Regions from separate parts of the Hordeum vulgare genome. Here region 1 is linked to region 2. A link is a contact called in public Hi-C data. All regions are on one chromosome and are shown on one strand. Each heading gives the region's core, a stretch centred on a gene start, on an enhancer-like site or on the middle of the called end of the contact. The rest is flanking DNA. Distances are from core to core; before and after follow the strand shown. Region 1 holds the start of LOC123426006 (importin subunit alpha-1b). Region 2 holds the start of LOC123425998 (GATA zinc finger domain-containing protein 6-like).

Evidence for each region. A called contact is a pair of places that touch in the nucleus more often than the background predicts.
Region 1: a Hi-C map of seedling shows a contact between it and region 2, with 5 times the contacts expected there. The contact joins the promoter of LOC123426006 here to the promoter of LOC123425998 in region 2. A contact is called at or near these places in 4 of 6 Hi-C or Micro-C datasets (leaf and seedling) and 1 of 1 datasets of contacts at active chromatin or transcription factors (embryo).

Annotation. Positions count from the first base shown.
Region 1 is chr1H:93,942,146-93,945,765 of MorexV3_pseudomolecules_assembly, reverse strand. It overlaps LOC123426006 (importin subunit alpha-1b), which reads left to right and starts at 2,341. Exons shown (of 11, transcript XM_045109787.1): 1 at 2,341-2,674; 2 at 2,780-2,876; 3 at 3,471-3,562. The coding sequence starts at 2,447.
Region 2 is chr1H:93,476,891-93,480,058 of MorexV3_pseudomolecules_assembly, reverse strand. It overlaps LOC123425998 (GATA zinc finger domain-containing protein 6-like), which reads left to right and starts at 1,596. Exons shown (of 3, transcript XM_045109777.1): 1 at 1,596-1,824; 2 at 1,925-2,029; 3 at 2,787-3,168. The coding sequence starts at 1,804. The coding sequence ends at 3,128.

The sequences.
Region 1 (3,620 bases), core at 1,092-3,591, 460 kb before region 2:
AATCGCTACTTTGGATAAGAGAACACTAATAAGGACATGTAGAAACTTCAAAGACCAAAAAAGTCGACTGGATCCAAACGGATCCACCAGAAGCCTAATCCGGGTGGATCCTGAAAGACCCACCAAAGACATAAAACCACACACACTCCACCGCTGGTAAGCACACAATAGAAGAAGGTAAACGCTTCCATCCGGCGTGCCGGTCGAATCGTTTGGCCAGTCGCGCGCGGGCCGCGGGCCTCGCTGGCAGGTGCATGCAACATTTTTTCGTCAAATTTGCTGCAACCATGTGTTATTTTGATACAAACGTTTTTCATGCAGCTTTTTTTCTCATCTAAATTTGTTGCAATCAACGTTCATATTTGCTATAAGCGTTTTTTATTTACTACATTTGTCCAGTAAAAAAGCTGCATATACGTTTGGTTGCAACTCGAGCTTGTTGGATTTTTGCTACAACCGACGTTTTGACTTTTGCTATAATCGTGTTATTTTTTGCTGCAACCGACATCATTTTTTGCTGCAACCATTTACTAAAAAAGTTGCATACACGTCACGTAGGTATTTGCTACAACCGGCGTTTAACTTTTGCTACCACACATCTTCTTCTTCGTTTTTTCCTACGATCACGTGGATATCTTTTTTGCTACAATTTTTTTGTTGCAACCGTTGACGAAAATTACTGCATAACGTCGAAATTTGTTGCATCGAGAAAAAAATGTTGCATGAAGATCTAACGGCACAACCCGCCTACAACTGGCAGATCGGGCGGCCCGCGCGCGGCCGGCCGAATCTTTCGGCCAGCTCGCCGGCGCAGAGCATCGCCCATAGAAGAAGGATTGTGCGAGGAAGGAAATTTACTAAATAAGGAAAGCGCTACCGCCATCGTCCTTAACAGACATGAATGCACTATAAAGAACACTTGAGAAAATTCTCCCATGCCGTTGAACGCCAAGTTCGGATCTAAGATTGAACTCGCCGCCGTCCAGGGTCCATCGGCGCCATCTTCTTTCGTGTCCGAGCCAGATCGGTCTGCCGTAGAAGGTCCTCGCACTGGATTCTTTCGCCCACCTCCGGATTCACCAACACCACCGTCGGGCACCGCCTGACAGAGATTCAAGCCCTCACCCCCTTCTCCAACAACAACAACCAAGTCTTCAAAGCTGTCCCCAACTAAGGATGGCAATTTTACCCATGGGTACGGGTACCCGTGGGTATCGTACCCACATGGGCAGGGTATGAGCACACTTTTATACCCATGGGTAGTACCCATACCCTTCCTATTAAATCATGGGTAGGGTACGGGTATAGCCTCGTACCCATGGGTATGCCCATACCCTACCCATTTGTGAAGTAATGTTATGTTATCGCCAATTAATCACTAATTTGTCATGTGACTCATCTACTCCTATTAACTTATGAGTATGTTGTGGTTTTTCAGTTTTGCTCATGGTCATGTACTCATCTACCTCTTGTCGAGCCAAGATAATTCAATTTTGTGTCAAATGTGCTATTAGTGAGTGTAAAATTGGGAACAATTTGTGTACTATTTGTTCTACCCGTTGGGTATCCAATGGGCACAGGTAATCGTCAGGTATGGGTATGGATAAAGTTTTATATCCGTGGGTATAGGTATGGGTAGAATTTTATACTCATTAACCATACGAGTATGTGTATGGTATTGCTCTACCCTGCTCATACCATACCCATTGCCATCCTTATCCCCAACAAGCCACCCCTGGATCGGTCCTCCACGTCGGTGTCGGAGCCGCTTAGGCTTTGGTCGCCAACGACGAGAGGGTTAGGCGGTGGGAGGTGGCTAGGGTTTTGCGATCGCCTTAGCTCCCCTCTCTCGTGCCAACAATTGTTATACTTATAACTTTTTTGCGGGGTTGAATCACGTATAACCAAATATATTAGTAGTACATTCATTTCTCGACAAGTATTTCCGGACGGATGGAGTACTTTGGAACATAGGTATCCATTTTGAAGCACTTGTGCAAGCTCAACTAGAAAAACATATCATGACTCAAGTTAATAGCTTGAGAGACAAATCATTTGAATTTTAGGTTTTGATGTTAATGCCGTTGAAAGAAAATTGGAGCATGTGGTGAGTTAGAATCCCCGCAAAACCAGCAAGTACCCGTAACCGTCATAAAAAGAACAAATAGTACCGCAAACTTGCGAGCCAAGTACTCCGGACATTCAAAATTCAAATATGCACAACTATTTCCATATGTACCCTTGCGATACCGTGTACATCCAGCTCTCAACCACCGTCATACTCCCAACTTTTCCTTCGGTGCCTCCCCTTGAGCACCTATAAAAGCACCCCACCTCGCCCACACATCTCCCCCTCCCGTTCCCCCTTTTCGAATCGAGCCCAACCGCATCGTGCGTGCGCACCCCCCCACTCCCCCCTAGGGTTTCGTTCGAGGGTTCTCCGACGATGTCGCTGCGGCCCAACGAGCGGGCCGAGGTGCGGCGCAGCCGTTACAAGGCGTCCGTCGATGCGGAGGACGGGCGGCGCAGGCGGGAGGATCAGATGGTGGAGATCCGGAAGAACCAGCGCGACGCCAACCTTCAGAAGAAGCGCCGCGACGGGTTCCCGGCCGGCGCCGCGTCCGCCGCCGGCGGCGCGCCGCAGATGGGCCACTCCTCGGCTCTCCAGCAGAAGGTACGCACCCCGTGGCTCGTTTTTCCTCTCTCGATCTGACCTATTCGTCAGGGCTCGGGTTGGGGATTCTCGATCTGACCAGTTCGGATCTGTGTTCGCGTGCAGCTGGAGGGCTTGCCGGCGATGGTGCAGGCGGTTCTCTCGGACGACAACACCGTGCAGCTCGAGGCCACCACCCAGTTCCGGAAGCTGCTCTCCATCGGTGAGACTTGAATTTACATCTGCTGATGTCTCTCGAGATTATTTTTGCCCTAGTTGAACTATACGGGATGAAATTAGGATTGTTTCTGGCGAAATCGTGGATTAATAACGCGAGAGGTCCACCAGTTCTAGATTCGCTCGTGGCTAAACAACGCGTATAGGTCTTGTATACTTGTGTATTAGGTGGGGGCAACTCAATTACTTGTCCCCATGCCACTTTCTGAGATTTGAAATTCACTGAACATGTCAATTCCATTCATCTTTTGGATGCTCCTGCACCGTATCTAATGTTACTACTACTCATAGTGATCGATCTAACTGTTGCCTTTTTAAATCAATTTTCTGCTGATCTTTTGAGTCAACTGTTTGTTGATCTAGGTAACATTGTTTCAATAACGTGATCCTGCAATGCTTATGACAATAATAACTAGGGAAACAATGGATGCTTGTTTTTTTGGCATACACCATCTGTTAAATGTTCAACACTGATTAATTTACAATCAGTTCATTTTTTTTGTTTGAGAAAAGGTCGTACCTGCTTCTAATTCAAAATTGTGTCAAGTTCACCTGCTGATATGTTGCTCAATGTTTGTAGAACGAAGCCCTCCAATTGAGGAAGTGATCAACACAGGCGTGGTGCCTCGCTTCATTGAGTTCCTCACACGGGAGGACTATCCCCAACTCCAGGTGACAACAATCCTAATGTTATGTTAATTTGATTGTAGTTGCATTTAATCACTTAAAA
Region 2 (3,168 bases), core at 347-2,846:
AGCCACCCGAAATAAATTTTCCGCCGCCGCAAGTATATGTTCTTCCATGATCTCATCTTGAGGCCTTTTCCCATACTCTGTCGGAGGGAGAATCGATCACGGAGGGCTTCTACATCAACCTTGTTGTCTCCATGATGATGTGTGAGTAGTCTACCACAGACCTACATGTCCATAGTGGTTAGCTAGATGGCTTCTTCTTTCTCTTTGATCTTTAACACCATGTTCTCTTTGGAGATCTATTGATGTAATGTTTTTGTGCGGTGTGTTTGTTGAAATCCGATGAATAGTGGGTTTATGATCAGATTATTCATTGAAAGTAATTGAATCGTTTCTGAATTCTTAATTGAATACTCTCTAGATTCCTTTATGTGTGATTTATATAGATATGTAATAGTTTCTGATCTATAGATTTTCCTTGTCCAAGTTGATCTATCGATGTTGAGTGAAAGTAGTGGGTTCAATCTTGCGGTGTCCTCACCGAGTGACATGAAGGGTAGTGAGGCATAATAGGTAGGGGCTAAGAACGAGTTATAGATAAATCAACTCTTAATCATGCTAGGATTGTAAGGAACATGGATTTAAGGTTACAAGATCAGGTATGCAAATGACAGGCTTAAATACTATCTAACATAACATAGCCATTACATTGAAGGGTTTGAAATAAGGGAAATATGAGTTTGATTTACGCCTTAGTAGTAATAAAAAGAACGAAAAGGCGGAACCGCATCACCAACGTCAGCAAATAAGGAGGGACAAAAGGCGGTGAGCAAACTAGATAATGATTTTTATTTGAAAAACATGGAACTATGAGTTTGATTTTTATCGTACTAGCAATAATAACAATAAGAAAAAGATGTAATCCATTAACACCGACGCCGGCAGATAAGGATGGAGAAACAACGGCTATCAAACAAGATAATGCATTTTTATTTGAAAAATAGGCAACTATGAGTTTGATTTTCACCTTACTATGAACAATAACAAAATAAAAAGATGGAAACGCATTAACACACATTAACACCAACATCAACAGATAAGGAGGGGCAGAAAGCGGTGAGCAAACTAGATAAGGGTCGAGCCACGTGTGGACTTATACATATAGTCAAACCACATGTTTCTTACTCCTACAAAAAGGGCAGAGCATTCATTTCCGCTCCAATATTACGTAACAAAAATTTAGTGTTAGGATTGTATGTTTATGATCTATACCAGGATTTTGATGGAATCTGATGAAACTTTCAACTATGTTGTTGCTACGATGTTATCAACAAATATCAATATGTAAGTAATTATAGCAACTTTAGCTGATAAGAAGAGACATGAGCAGTGAGCTACTATACAATGTGTGTTATTCCCACATATATCGAACTTATTCTTGAACTTATTCATCATAAAATAACATACTTTCATGCTCGGCTAAAAATGTCGAGCATTCATTTTTTGCTCTGCCGCAATCCGTTACGAAACCGTCTATTTCATATTTATCGGAAACGGGGGAGTTTTTGCTCCGTTTTCGCCCTTGTTGCGCAATGGATAAGGGGACTAAGTGCATATTAATACAAGGGGCTACAAGATAAGGAGGGAACTGGTACAAGTACCTGGCCAACTTGCAGCCTAGCCAGAGATCAAAAACAAAACTTGCAGCCTAGCCTTGGTTGCCATCTCTTCTCCCCCTCCCTCCCCAACTACTCCCTCTCCTCCCACATACGCTTCTTCAAGAGAAAAGAGCAGAGCAAACCCAGCACGACACCCTCATCTCCGACCAAGATCACTGCCGAGCAGACCATCCGTCCAGCGCCGCCGATGGATTCGTCTCACCACAAGGTTCGTCTCTCTGCCCGGCCGTCTTCTAATTGGAAGAAATAAAGATCTTCTTGCTCCGTGGCTGCTGATGTGTTCCGGGCTTGTGCATCGTCCTCCTCAGGTGATCGGGGTCGCTCCGGCGGTGGCGGAGGGAGGGAGGATGTGCTGTGTCGAATGCCGCACCACCACCACTCCCATGTGGCGCAGCGGGCCGACGGGGCCGAGGGTGAGTTCCCCACTTCTCCCCTCTTTTTCTTCCTTTCTTGTTTGTGCTTGTGGCCTGTGTGGGAGGTGATCGGCCGTGTCAACCATGGCCTGATCACCACACTTCTCGCGGTTCATACTGCGATCGTGTGATTGATTCTTGATTGTATCGTTCAAGCTGTTCGTAGAGCGATCATGCTAGGAATAATTAGCGTCTCTAGTTTTGGCAGAGTAAGATCATAAGATAGGGTGGCGATTTTAATCCGGGTGTGTGTGTGTGGGAGAGGTAGATCATAAGATATGGCGGCGAATTTTATCAAAGAAAAAAAGATATGGTGATGATTGTTCTAATCAGAGTTTGGAGCTTTGGATAAAGTCCTACGGCAAAGGAAAAAAAAAAGAGAATCAGTGTGTACTCAGTTTTGATTCCATTTGGAGGTTAGGTGAGCTGTTCCTTGCAACAGTGCTAACCTCCAATCCCCCCTAATATTCCCAAGTGGCATGGGATATTTAAAAAGGGTCCAGCTTTTCTCTGGTTGTTTTCTATTGGTTGGGCCAATTCTTTAAGGGATATCCTTATCACCATGATAGTTTTTCACTTCATTGTGGCACTGAGCCATGCACCCATCAACCAGTAATATCTCTTTTTTCGCTGGCAAAACTGATATGTTTCTCTGATCTGAAAAGTAACAATGGAGTTAGTGGCCCATACTGTGGTCCTGGTTTGGCAAAAGAATTAAAACTGAATGTGCATTCAACATTTTTCATTTTGATTGTAGACGCTTTGCAACGCCTGCGGGATCCGGTACAGGAAGAAGAGGAGGCAAGAGCTAGGTCTCGACAACAAGCAGCAGAACCAGCAGGAGAACCAACAACAACAACAACATCAACAGCAGAACCAACAACAACAGCATCAACAACAACAAGAACAACAACAGCAACGAGAAGATAACGCAGAGGCAACAAGTGCAGTAAAAGACAGCAGCAGCAGTAGCAACAGCAAAAGCAGCAACCTCCAAGTGGTGAAGAAAAAAAGGAGGGTCTCAATGGGAGTGGAGGAGGCTGCATTCTTGCTCATGGCCTTGTCCTCCTCATCTACACCCCCACTACTGCATGGCTGACGGACCCCCCCACCATTGGTGCGCCGTGTACATACATACA